Linked DNA regions of Mus musculus: region 1 is linked to region 2. A link is a contact called in public promoter capture Hi-C data. All regions are on one chromosome and are shown on one strand. Each heading gives the region's core, a stretch centred on a gene start, on an enhancer-like site or on the middle of the called end of the contact. The rest is flanking DNA. Distances are from core to core; before and after follow the strand shown.

The links. Promoter capture Hi-C pulls out the DNA fragments that hold promoters and counts their contacts.
Region 1: a contact with region 2 is called in a promoter capture Hi-C map of pre-B cells, with 2.9 times the contacts expected there. The contact joins the promoter of Snx3 here to the promoter of Rev3l in region 2. A contact is called at or near these places in 2 of 39 promoter capture datasets (liver and pre-B cells).

What each region holds. Positions count from the first base shown.
Region 1 is chr10:42,499,394-42,505,918 of GRCm38.p6, reverse strand. Snx3 (sorting nexin 3) reads right to left here and starts at 3,865. Exons shown (of 4, transcript NM_017472.4): 1 at 3,427-3,865. The coding sequence starts at 3,588.
Region 2 is chr10:39,727,563-39,734,661 of GRCm38.p6, reverse strand. Rev3l (REV3 like, DNA directed polymerase zeta catalytic subunit) reads right to left here and starts at 2,502. Exons shown (of 32, transcript NM_011264.3): 1 at 2,049-2,502. The coding sequence starts at 2,187. It overlaps E130307A14Rik (RIKEN cDNA E130307A14 gene), which reads left to right and starts at 2,655. Exons shown (of 3, transcript NR_038037.1): 1 at 2,655-2,924.

The DNA.
Region 1 (6,525 bases), core at 2,616-5,115, 2.8 Mb before region 2:
TCTTTAATATGCCGAATAATCTGGACCCTACACTTTCCCAGACCTTTAATCATTTACAGTGCTCGCTGCTGTACCTACCCATTACGACAATTTAAAAAAACAGTAACACTGTGCCAATTATTTTCAGAAGCCCAGAGATACTAATCAAGAGATCCTAATAGTCTTAAACACTGTTCTCAAAGAGAAAAGATAAATGGAGATTGGGAAACTTGTATTCTAAAGTGCCACCATCTAGATGAAATTACCCTGTGAATTGGAGCAATTTCAATCAGTCCCTATAAAACTGAACATTTTCTCAAGGCTAGAATTAGAGTTTAACTGTAAGATAGTTTAAAGGCCCAAACTCTGAAAAATAAAATGGCTTCCTCCATGGTAAATACAATGGCGAAAGGCAAGCAGTGGAAATGAGGGAGAGTATCAACAGTTTAGAATAGCAATAAACAAAATTTGTTCTACCTTCCCTCCTATCCTGGAACTACACAGACCAGCCTGCCTGCCTCTGCCACTCAAGTACTGGGATTAAAGGCATGAGCTACAACCCATCCTACCTTCATACAAGATCATCATTACTCACAAATATCGTATGCTGCTTAAGTAAAGCCTAGTGTCTTACTACATGGTGTCCTGAGTTTTCTCTCAGTCAATACATTATATACTAAGAATAACTCCAACATTTTCTAAGCATTAGAACCTCAATTATGTTTTATTGTTGGAGGCTGGAGAGATGGCTCAGCCATTAAAGTCTAGGCTTAGAACCAAAAATATAAGAGTTTAGTTCCCAGCACCCATGGCTGTCTCTCCAGCCACACACACACAAAAAAAAAAAAAAAAAAAAAAGAAAAGAAAAAAAGAAAAAAGAAAGAAAGAAAAAGAAAGAAAGAAAAAAAGAAAGAAGAGAAAAAGAAAACAATGTTTTATTGTTGGGTACCATACTTCTAATTAACATACAACACTCACTAACATACAACCAACTGCCTCATAATAAAAAATAAGCCGGGCGTGGTGGCACACACCTTTAATCCCAGCACTCGGGAGGCAGAGGCAGGTGGATTTCTGAGTTCGAGGCCAGCCTGGTCTACAGAGTGAGTTCAAGGACAGTCAGGGCTACACAGAGAAACCCTGTCTCGAAAAACCAAAAAGAAAAGAAAAAAAAAGAAACAAGAAAAAATAAAGCAGAGTAAGTATACAGTTTATTTAATTATCTAACTCACTAATCACTCTTAAAAAGGACTGTTTTCTACGTCCGGAGCCAGGCCGTTCGTTCATAGTTATATCCCAATGTCATATTCACTCTTTGGAAATAAAGGCTCGAGTATTTTAGGAAAGAGTCATCTACTAGGATCCCTTAACGACTACTCAGCAAGATAAGCACTGACTCTCCTTATGTGGAGGAAGTGAGGGCGGATCCAACTCAACTGGGACAGGAAGCAGTAGCCATGGAAGTTCAGAAACAGGAATACCAAGTTTCATGCTAACACAGGGAAAAACATGCTGGTGAATAAAGGCAAAAGAGGAAGTTCTTTTTTGTGACAGGCCATATATTAATGACAAAAATCATCCCCAAAGCTAAAAAGAAAAAAAAAAATCACCTTTTAAAAATTTTATTAGGTTTTTTTTTTTTTTAAAGTATGAATGTCTATGTGCCACGTGTCTGAAGGTGCTCAAAGGGACCAGAAGAGGGCATTGGAACTCCTGAACCTGCAGTGAGAGGTGTGTGAGCCACGTTATGTGGGTGCAGGGAACTGAACTCAAATCCAAATCAATTAAGTGTTCTTGAGCACTGAGCTGTCACCCTAGCACCGAAAATTATCCCCCTTTAAAACAGGCTTGGGTAAGAATTTATTTCCCTAGGTCCACGGAAGCCTGAATTTTGCAATCTTCAGAAAACAAGATACTAATTTGGCTCATGTTTTACACATCTATACAGTTCAATGAGTAGCCTGAAAAACCAGGCCATTTAAGCTTAATATCTCAAAAGTTTGATGATCCAAAGACAGAGAGACACACAACTTTTAATTCCAGCAGTTGGGGCCAGCCTGGTCTACATAGTAAATTCAAGGCCAGTCAGGAGCCTACATATGAGATTCTATCTCATAGGGGAAAAAAGTTTGATTAGTTCAACCATTCTTTAAAAGTGTGTAAGTTTCACAAGCTAAATATATACAGCACTCCTGGGCCGTACAACTTAAAAATGACTAGGATGGCAAATTCTGTTTACCACACAAAAAGTGCTTACTTTAATAAGAAATTCCTTCACATAAAAGCTAATGTTAAGCTGGGCGTGGTGGCGCATGCCTTTAATCCCAGCACTCGGGAGGCAGAGGCAGGCGGATTTCTGAGTTCGAGGCCAGCCTGGTCTACAGAGTGAGTTCCAGGACAGCCAGGGCTATACAGAGAAACCCTGTCTCGAAAAAAAAAAAAAAAGGCTAATGTTAACAATGATCATGAGTCCTCTAAGGCCAAAATTCTCATGGTTACTATTTAATATTTAATTTTTAGCAATGAATTAATTTAATAAGTTTTTTTTTCAAATGTGGAAAAACCCTTCCATCCTGCTCTACAGAGTAAAAAAAGCAGTACTTTCATTTAGTGTCCCTCGAATCATCTAAATTACTTACTGCCAAAACCCCATTAGTTATGGGATTCTAAGAGTACGTTTCTACTTCACCCTATTCCTTTTTTCAGTTGAAGTGAAAAAGCTAAAGCCAGACACTTAGATGAGTAGGGTTCCCTAGTCCCGGGCAGTTGCTTTTTTGGACACTGAGGAAGATGACATTCCACACACCTAGGCCTTCAGCAGGACAGCCAAGCATGCTAAGGTCAACCATTTCTCATCGCTGCTAACCGCTTGGTTGAGCCCTACCACAAAAATCTGACGCGCTCCCGTGAACTCGCCATCAAGTTCTGCTCACAGACGTGTACGGCCCAGGATACTCTTACTGTAGCTTGAGACAGGCCTGGAAAGAGCAGCTAAGCTTGGCTTCACTACGTCTTGGTAAGCGTCCAGGAAAAAAAAAAAAAAGAGACAGGGAGGGAGAGAGGGCTTCAACTTTGCGCACACACGCCCCCCTCCCCCTTTCTTCCTCAGTCACACCTAGCTCTCTTTTCGGAGAACAGTGTTCTCGAAAGATCTACCTCTTCAACTCAAATGTCAAGCCCAGATCAGCTGCCTGAGATCTCGGCTAGCAGAGCTCAACCCACGCCCTCGTCTTCCAGCACCTTCTACCGGAGCCAGCGAGCTGGTCCCCATACAAACTGTCCACGGAGAGCGAGCGAAACCCTGGCTCACGCCTCCGCCCGCAGACAAGCTGCCTCGCAGGGGCGTCTGGCCTGGGCGGCCGCTGAGACCTCAAGGCCCCGCGCCGGGGTCCGGCGGGACTTGGCGGCCCCGGAGCGAGGGATGCGGGAGAGGGGCGGACGCCTCACCTTGACCCTGATCTCGTAGGTGGTGAAGCGGCCCCGGCCGACCCCCACGGTCTGCGGGTTGCTCACGTCGATCTCGAGGAAGTTGCTGGGCGGCCCGTAGGCGTCATTCAGATTCTGCGGCTTGGTGATGAGCCGCCGGGTGTCCGCTACCGTCTCCGCCATTTCGCTGTCGCCGCGGCAGCCGCGGGCTTCTCTCCACCGCCTTCCGCCAACGCCACCGCCGCCCGCCGCGGGGACTCCCGGCTCGCGCGCAGCGAACGGAGACGAACGAGCACGTAGGACGGGTGGGCGTTCGTTCCGCGCGAAGCTCCGCCCCAGGCTGCTCGGGCTTCCGCCCTCTGCCCAGGGAGAAACAGCTGACTGGCCTGAACGCCGCGCCCGGTTCGCAGGCCCCGCGGCGGCCCCGAGGGACACTGCGGGGTGGGGCTGAGGCGCGGCGGCGTCACGGGACTGTGGGCGCCAAGGATATGGGGAGACTACAATAACCACAATGCCTCGGGCGAGCGCGCCGCCGCCGAGTGACGCGCAGGCGTAGTAGGGGAGCTCTGGGGAGGAGGTGTGGGTTTCCGGCTTTTCTGACCCAGCTTCTCTGCGGGGAGGGACTCCGGAAACGATTTTAGCTGTTCTGGCGCAGTGAAGGCAGTCGTTGGGACGGCAGGGAGGAGACAAAACTGCCTATGCTGTAAGACAGCCAATCCAGTGCATCACTGTGATCCCTGGAAATTCATTTCTAGAAACCTTTAATAAACGTCTCAAATGAATCAGTACACATCTGTAATCCTGACCTTTGGCAAATGGAGAGCGGAGAATCAGGAGCTCGAGGCCAGCCTGGGCTACATGAGACCTTATCTTTAAAAACCAAGGGAGAGCCGGGCGGTGGTGGCGCAGGCCTTTAATCCCAGCACTTGGGAGGCAGAGGCAGGCGGGTTTCTGAGTTCGAGGCCAGCCTGGTCTACAAAGTGAGTTCCAGGACAGCCAGGGCTATACAGAGAAACCCTGTCTTGAAAAAAACACAAAACAAAACCAAAACAAAACAAAAGGCTTTTTAGCCAGGCGTGGTGGAGGCAGAGGCAGGCGGGATTTCTGAGTTCTAGGCCACTGGTCTACAGAGTGAGTTGACAGCCAGGGCTACACAGTAGCCCTCAAAAAACAAACAAAAAATGATGATGTAACTCAGTTGGTAGATTGATTGCCTAGGATTCATAAAGTCCTGGGTCCAGTCCCCAAGAAGGACATTAATCCCGGCATAATGTAATGCCAGCACTCAGAAGGCTGAGACTCAGAAGTTTCAAGGTCACCCTGTTCTACACTGATAGATTCGAAGCAGTAAATAAGGGAGTGGAATTTTTTAAACCTGATAAGCTCAAACTAAGGTCAAACAGTGCCTAAAGACTGGTCTGGCCCCTGAAATAAGAAAGCAAAATAAGAAAGACAAGATGAAGGCCGGGAACCCTGTCTGGGTAAGCGGCCACTCTTGTTTCCCACAAATCCTGGTAAATGTGTTTTGTTTTTAAGCGGTAAATCTCAAATTGTACTTGGAATGCTACTTAGAGAAGCCTTTATACAAAATGGAAAAAAGGACCAGGGAAAGACTCAGGAAGCTGAAGGGAGACAGGAAGATAGGGGAGTGCCAAGAACCAGGATACCAGGAGCTAGTGCATCCGGTTGTCAACCCAATACCTGAACAAAGCCATTACGTGGCCTAGGCAGCGTCACGTGACCTTAGAGTCCCTTCAAGTCAGCCTACAAAAACAGCAGTGTAGCACAACCATAAAGCTAGCAAGTTCCAAAGTTAGTTTATTTCCAGAGTACAGGAGAATACAGATCTGAAAAGAGTTGGAGATACGGGCTACTGATTAACAGTGCTTGTCGTGCAAGTACGAGGACCTGAGTTTGGACCCCCAAATTCATGCAACAACAAGACTTGCAGTACCAGTAACTACAACACTGTGGGGGTGAGGTGGGGTGGGGTGGGGTGGGGTGAGGAGATAGGGGAGTCACTCAGGTTTTGAAAACTCTTAGCCTGGGTTGGGGTGGGGTGAGTTGGGGTAGAGAACTACAAAACAAGGAGCTCCAGGCTCAGAGAGACTTGATACTTCAGAGAAACAACTAAGAGTAATGAAAGAGTACATGGATGCTGGCTTACACACAACATGCTTGAGTGCCCTCCCACACACACACACATACACACATAGACACATACACACACATATACATACATAGACACACACATTCACACACACATACACACATACAGACATAGACACACACATACACACACAGACATAGACACACACATACACACACAGACATAGACACACACATACACACACAGACATAGACAGACACACATATATAGACACACACATATACACACATACACACGTAGACACACATAGACACATACATAGACACAGACACACATACATAAACACACACATATACACACATGCACACACATAGACACACACCTACACACACCATGCTTGCTACACACACATAGACACACATAGACACACCATAGTGCACATACATACAGGGGAGAGAGAATAATCTAGAATTAAAGAGAATACAGTGGCTAAGTGAAAGTAACAGTAATTTTGTATTGTCTAGACAAATGCCTAGTTATAATGGCAACAGAAAAAGTTTTAAAGAAACAAACAGAGAAAACAATGAATCTGATTCATAACAATGACCAAAATAACCAAATCTCAGAACTCAGTGGGAAAGCATGTGGACTTCAAGGACACCCTGGGGTACATACCAAATTCAGAGATTTGCATGAGAACTTTTTCTCAAAAACTGAGTTCAAGAGTTAAATTAATAAAGAGAGGGTCTGAATACAGTGTGGTTGGGAGAATGGCTGCCTATCGTGCAATGGGGCCGTGGGGTCGATCCCAGCACCACATTAAATGGCTGTGATCCTAGCACTCAGTGGAAGAAAGAGAAACAAGAGTTCAAAGCCAGCTTGGACACCCGAGACCATGACTAGAAATAATAGGTGCTGGGTTTGGAGATATGTGCCTATAATCCTAGCAGTCAGAAGACTGAGGCACGAAACTCTTCATTGGAGACCATCTTGAGATTCATATTGAGATC
Region 2 (7,099 bases), core at 1,253-3,752:
TAATGAACCAATTACTGAGGTCTAAACTGACATTTACATCCATCTATGTGTCATGCTTGAAACAGAAACTTTTGCTTTAACCTGTGAATTATACCTTCAACCTTATACTCCTTAGCAACCTGATACTCCTTAGCAACATGATACTCCTTAGCAACGTGATGATTGCTTTTGCCTGTATCACAAGTACTTATTTTTTCTTCATTTATAGTATACATTTCCAAGTACACCACAAAAAACACAGAGGGTTTCTCTTTTTAATTGGAGGCTGGCGACCTATTGTAAGATATTCAAGAAGAAGAGATAAATATTTCTTATGAAATAGTTCACATTCCAACATTCAGAAACACAAGTGTCTACACCAGTCTATTTGTAAAAGATACTCTTTCACAGAATCGGCTAATAGCAAGTGAAATTCATGCAATCGCACAAACAAAAGCTTTCCTACATAATAGTTTTAAAATCACTCACGTATACCTATTGAGTGAGTGTAGCAGGAAAACCTATAACTCGACCACCATACAAACTGGACCACCACAACAATATCCTATTAGCATGTTGCTCTACAACTTGAAAATCAACTTCACTATCATCCTCTGCAGCTGAAAGGAGAACAGGCAGTGTATTACCCTGAGATTCCAAATCAAAACAAAGACAGCAGCACAGCATTTAAAAAGGTAGAAAACCTATCCTCCAGAACATTATAATGCCTCTGATTTTCCAGTCTTCCACGTCTCAAATGCTATACTTTCTACCAACTGTTACCAGCATTCCGGTTCTCGATCTTCCAAGGTTCACAGCATCAAACTCTACTTGAAAAAGGAGTCTTTTACCCAGCCTTATTTATGTCATTGGCATTGTTAACAAAGAGAATTCACATTAAAAGGTAGTAGCTTAGAACGAGTGTCTGTATTTTGGGAAATGGTATTGTCTTGGTAGTCCACAGAAGCTGACTGTAGTAATAAAGATGAATGGCGACGAAGGCAAAGAGCATCAAGTGGGAAATGCCGTCTGAAACCCCATAGGGCTATACCTTGGTAAGAATCGTCTTCCAGAATACGGCTTTACCATTTCATCTTAACAGTTTAAAGCATGTAAAAAGACGCAAAACTGAAAGATAAAAACGCAAAACCTTGTATATCTGGCCCCTAACCTATTTATATTATAAACCCAAAGAGTGTTCCAGAACATAGCTTGTCATTTCCCCCCCCCACCATTTCTTCAAAATGGCTTTTTTTTTTTTAATCTATTTTTAAAATGCAACCCTGCAACCCAGCCTAGAGGAATTTTAAAATGCCTATGCTGCTGAGCTTGGCTGTGTTTCCTAACGAATCCACCCCCATTAGGTGTAGTATTTTATGTTGGGCGACACAAACACGTAGTTCCTATTTCCATGGATGCACATTTCCTGAAAGCATTGCACCTGAGGATGCCGCTCTGTCCCTGTCGAGGCATTAAACTCTAAGCAGTCACGACCTGCACTCACAGAAGAGCCACATGGTCACTTCAATGAGAAAAATTATCTGGCCCCGGGCGCCACTTTCTACAGCCACAGCATCTCCGGCAGGGGCAGAGGAGAGCGAGGGTGAACAGAGGCAACCGGGAGCGACGGACAACACGCCTGACACTTCGCCTCTGCCCTCAAAGCCTTTTCTCGAACGGGGCACTAGGGACACGTAGCGAGTGGCCGGGGTCTCCGCCGGGGACCGACCTCTAAGGACCCGCGAACTCGTCCTTGGGGACGAGGCGCAGCCACCCGACCCACCGAGGCAGGGGCTCCAGCCTGCTCGCCGCTCGCAAAGGAGAGACCGGGCGCCCGCCGCCTCTCTGCCGCGGAGGGGGGCGCAGCGCTCACGCGAGCCCACATTTTTTTTTCTTTTGCGCCTCCTGTCACGCGCGCGAGAGAGAAGGCGAGCAAAGCCGAGAACAGGGCAGACTCCGCAGCGACCCTGTAGAGGGCCGCCGGCGGCGGCGTGCGCGCGAGTGCGCGGAGGGAGGGCAGCCCCGACGACCCGGCGCCCGCGCTCCCGCTCCCGCCCGCTCCCGCTTACCTGCCGGGGTCGCCCCGAAGACTCGTACCACCGGCACCTTCTTGACAGGGAGCTGGGTGAGCGGGGATTGGCAGGTATCCAGCCCCGGCAGCGGGCTGGCCATGTAGTAGTCGGCAGTCACTATCCGCACAGAAAACATGTTCGCCGCCGCCGCCACCGCCACCGCCTCCCCTCCACTCAGCGACCTGGCAGCAGCGGCGGCGGCGGGCTCCGCAGAGGCGCCTCCTCCCCTTCCTCCTCGGTTCGGCTTTTCCCCCCCGCCCCTCGCACGGACGCCGGGACGAGCGGCAGCGGCGGCGGCGCGCGGAGGCTGCGGAGGCTGTGTGCTGCCGCCGCCTCCTCAGACGCTCCGGGCGAGAGGCAGCGGGAGAGAAGCCCTCGCGCGTTCGTCGGGTCGGGTGGTACCGCTGCTGCTGCCGCCACGGCCGCCGCCGCCGGGAATCACACGGGCTCCTCGGTCCCAGGCTGCAGCTCTTGTTGCCATGATGATGATGTCACGGACGCAACCACTGGGGGAGGGGAGGAGGGGTGTGTGTGTGCGCGCGCGCGAGCGGCGACGGGGGGGGGGGAGGAGGCGGGCGGGCGCGCGCCCGGGGTGGGAGGGGACGAGGAGGGGGTTCTCCCCCGCTCGGAGCGCGCGGCTGGGGAAGAAGCTGGCGGGAAGCCGGGCCGCGCGCCGAGGAATCGATGATTCGGCCTGTGGGCCGGGTCACTGCGGCGGGGCCCGGGGAGCGCCGATAGCATGGATAGGCTCAGAGGGGCGCAGGGTTTTGGCGGCTTCCCGAGTTCCCCTCGCCGACCGCCATGTCACATCTTACGGAAGAGGCGGGGGCTGCCGCGGAGAGGATATTTTTTGTTTTGTTTTGTTTTCACAAGGTAAGGGAAGCCGCCAGCGGGAGAAGGGAGGCGCGGCACAGACCTCGGGCGGCCCTGGCCGAGCGGGAGGGTGGGAAGGAGGGAGGGCGGGCCGGGCGGGCGAGCGAGCGGGCGGGCGGAGCGTTGGACGTGCCGGCCCTTCTCAGGTAACGCGGCGGCGGAGCTGGAGCCCGGGCCAGCTCGAGGGGCGGGGGCGCGCGGGCCTCGGCCTATAAAAGGGCCGCCCTGGCGCTCGCTCCCTCCTCCGCCCTCCCCTCCCCCCAGCTCCGGGCGAGCCTCGCGCCCCGCCTCGCCCGCCTCCTCTTCTGCGGTGCTGCAGTGACTGCGCCCGGCCACTTAAGGAGATTTATTCACGCGCGGCCCTGCCCAGCTTTGCCCAAGCTGGGCAGATACACCGACAGCACAGGGATTTCCCACCGTCGTGGTTTTCTCCACCCCCCCACTCCCCCACCGCCTGCCCCTCTCGCACTAGGACAACCACTGTGGGTTCCCCCGCGCAGGCTACACACACACACCCCACACACACACGCGGCACGAGCGAGAACACGGAAAGACTTGTTTGCTCCACTCACCTCCCTCCCTCCACTCCTCTCGCGGCTGCTCGGAGAGCCCCGAGAGCCTTTCAGAGAAAATGTTGGCAAAAGGGAAAGGCTCCTAAAAGTCGGCGTGTTTTCATTCACTCTTAGTGCAAGATTTTACTACGGGTTGACACAGAAGAAAAAGGGGGTGGGGTAAGACATAAAATAAAAACCAACTTTATTTGGAGCTAGAAAGGAGATGAAGTGGCACAGTTAGGGATTGGGGGGTGCGGGGGCAACAGATGCTGCTGGTGAGGATGTTAAATTAGAACCTATGGATTTTGTCTGGCTTGGTCACTAATACTGGGCGTGACCTCGGACAAATAATTTGATTTTTTTAGGCCTCGTTTTTCACAGGTGAGTCGTCGCCGCCGCCCCCCCCCCCAATTCCGCCCCAACAAAAAGATTAAAGTAATAGGAAGCAGAAACTACAGTTTTCAGCTTTGAAATTTGCCACTGAAATTAGGACACTTGACAGTCATTATCCATCCAAAGTAGAGTTCATTCTGTCCCACTTAAAAAATTATACAGGTGCATTTTACTGCTTGTTATATTGCCTTGTATCTGGAGTGGGGTGAGAGCTCCTTGTTCACAGTCAATTGTGGATTTTCACATAAAATCAAAAGGCTTAAAGGGACACATTGCAGAACGCAGCGTTCCATACTAACAAATGTTAATATGAATTTATGCTTAGGGTGATTTGAGACTAATCAATACAGTAAATTTGCCTCAAGAGCATCATAAGAAGTGGCAAGACTAGGATGTAACCTACTAACAGCTATAGTACAGAGAATTTTTTACAAATTGACTTAAGTATTAGAAGACTATAGAAGAGACTTTAAAATATGACTTCCACACACAAGCCTTTTGTTCATCAGCAGTGTATGTATGCACTTACCGTGTGTTCTTTGGTACAAATAAACATTTTATACAGTCAGAATGTCAGATGGACAACACCAGTGATTTCCATGATGTCCATCAGTTAGAAACAATATAATTTAAAAATTACGCATAGACTTCATCAAAATATAATATAATAGTCTCAATTTTATACTGCTTGAGATATACAGGGCTGGCTGGTGGGGTTGCTAAGAATATGTTTCCATTTTCCATCCCCCCAACATGTGATTTAGTAAGTGACAAAATATTAAAATTAACAAAAAATATCCTAAATTTGTAGATTGGTGGTCTTGCTGCATGTCCTGTAGCACTTAGGATATTTTTTTGTTAATTTTAATATTTTGTCACTTACTAAATCACATGTTGGGGGGATGGAGAATGGAAACCTGTATGCTTAGCAACCCTACCAGCCAGCCCTGTATATCACAAGCAGTTAACATTTGTCAGTTATTGGAGCTCATTGACTGACATTTATCATCTCACCTATTTACCCAGAGCCTTTCAACCCTTCCATGACAATACTTTTAAACATCAGGTGAAAACATTTGCTTTTAACAATTATCTGTAATTGTAGGCAGAGACCATCTATATGAGGGGGAAGGAGTAGGTATATGGTGACTTAGTCAACAACAGGCAGCCCATTCTATATCACTGGCTTTCCTCACTATGTCCAGAACACTTGACAAGAAGAAACATAAGGAGGAAAAGAATTTATTTTGGTTTAAAGTTCTAAGGAATAAACTCTGTAAATGTGAGGAAGACATAGTCGTGAGAATGTGAGGTAACTGCTCATTTTTGTCCACTTAGGAAGCAAAGAAAGATGCTCAGTTCAGTTTCATCTTTTAATTTATGCAGGGATTCAAGATTATAAAATATTGATGTTCACAGTCGGTGTGGGTCTTCCCTCATCCGTTAAACCATTCTAGAAATACCCTTGTATTTCTGTGGTGATTCTAAATCTGACCAAGTTAACAATGAAGATTAACCATCATAACCTTCTAGCTTGCTCTTCTGTACTTTAGAAGCTGGCTTTTATAGTATTATAAATATAGTAATAAAAACTGGTTTTCAGACTCCCTTGCAGCTAGGGTACTAAGATTAGTCATGTGATGATAAATTTTCTAATTTTAGCCAAATAGCTAAACTCTAATATTTAATATTCAAGTTTCTAAAGTTACTCCCAAGCCACCAGAATGACTTTTTACTTAAATATAAATTAGTTGAAAAGGGTACTAATTAGTTTTCAGCAATCAAATGTACCGAATCAAAGTGTGTTTCTAAAAGTAAACAACATTACCATTCACCTGTATTTGGAAAGGAGCTTTTCTGGCAAACACCATAATGAGAGTGTCTGATTCTTCTGTGAGGAGTGCTAACTTTTGTCTGTTGTCACAAATGATGACTGGTTAGATAGTATGTATTTATGAGTTTCCACAAGAATTACACTAATATGAGGTGTACGTTTTTCTAGGCATTGTTTTTCCTGGAAGTTGTTTCTAACTACTTTCTGAACCTGACTCTCTGGCTTTGAGAGATTTGTGTGATATAAATCTCTTACTACTTAAAAAAAAGAAATAAAATAAAAATTTTTTAAAAGCCCAGTCATGTCTAATTGCATTAATTTGTGGGCCTCAGAGCAATATGAAAATGTAGGCTTGTGATTCAGGTACAGAGACAAAATGTCATTTTCTATACTAAACTATCATGTTGTTACTGCCTCCTCTTCTTCTCTTTCCCCTTTCTCCTTCCATTGACAATGTTGTTTTCCAAATTTGCTGATTTGTAGCCCAGACTGGCCTGGAACATATATGATCCTTCTGTTCCAGCTTTCTGAGTGCTAGGGTTAGAGGCATGCAGTGCCATCCTTGATTTAATTTGTTTTTTACTGTCACTTTAAGAAAAAAAAATGAAAATGTAAATTCCTATGATGAATTACACCATTCATCTTTATATTGCACAAAGCAGTTTAAAATGCAAATTTAACAGTACCTGATCGGAATTTCATGGCTTCTACATTCATATGTATTTGTGATGTCACAACAGTGTAAACTCAGCACAAAATGAACTCAACTGTTTTTATTTCCTTTCCTGTTATGCATATGGTCTAACAATATTCTCTACCTTCTGCTTACTGGTGAGTAAGGAAGAGCTAAAAGAAACAAAGACTAGATTGTTCTTTTATGTTATTTTCAAGTAAGTGATTGGTCTCAGGAAAGAAACATGAGTAAGAAGGGACTTATAGGATGCTTTGCTCACTTGCATTTCTTGTATGTTACCACCTTCTTTATGCACATGCAGCAAATTTTAATTCAAATGAAAATCATAGCATCTTAGAATTTTCAGTACCTTGACTAACTCAGTCATATATACAACATGCTTGTCACGTGGACTCTGATTTTGTCTTGTCCTCAGGAAACATCATTCAGACAGTATACAAATAGGTAGTGTACTGCCTGGTTTTGTATGTCAACCTGACACAAGCTGGAGTTATCACAGAGAAAGGAGCCTCCCTTGAGGAAATACCTTCATGAGATCTAGCTGGAAGGCATTTTCTCAATTAGTGATCAACGTGCGAGGGCTGATTGTAGGTGGTACTGTCCCTGGTCTGGTAGTCTTGGGTTCTATAAGAAAGCAAGTTGAGCAAGCCAGGTGAAGGAAGCCAGTAAGTAACATCTCTCCATGGCCTCTCCATCAGCT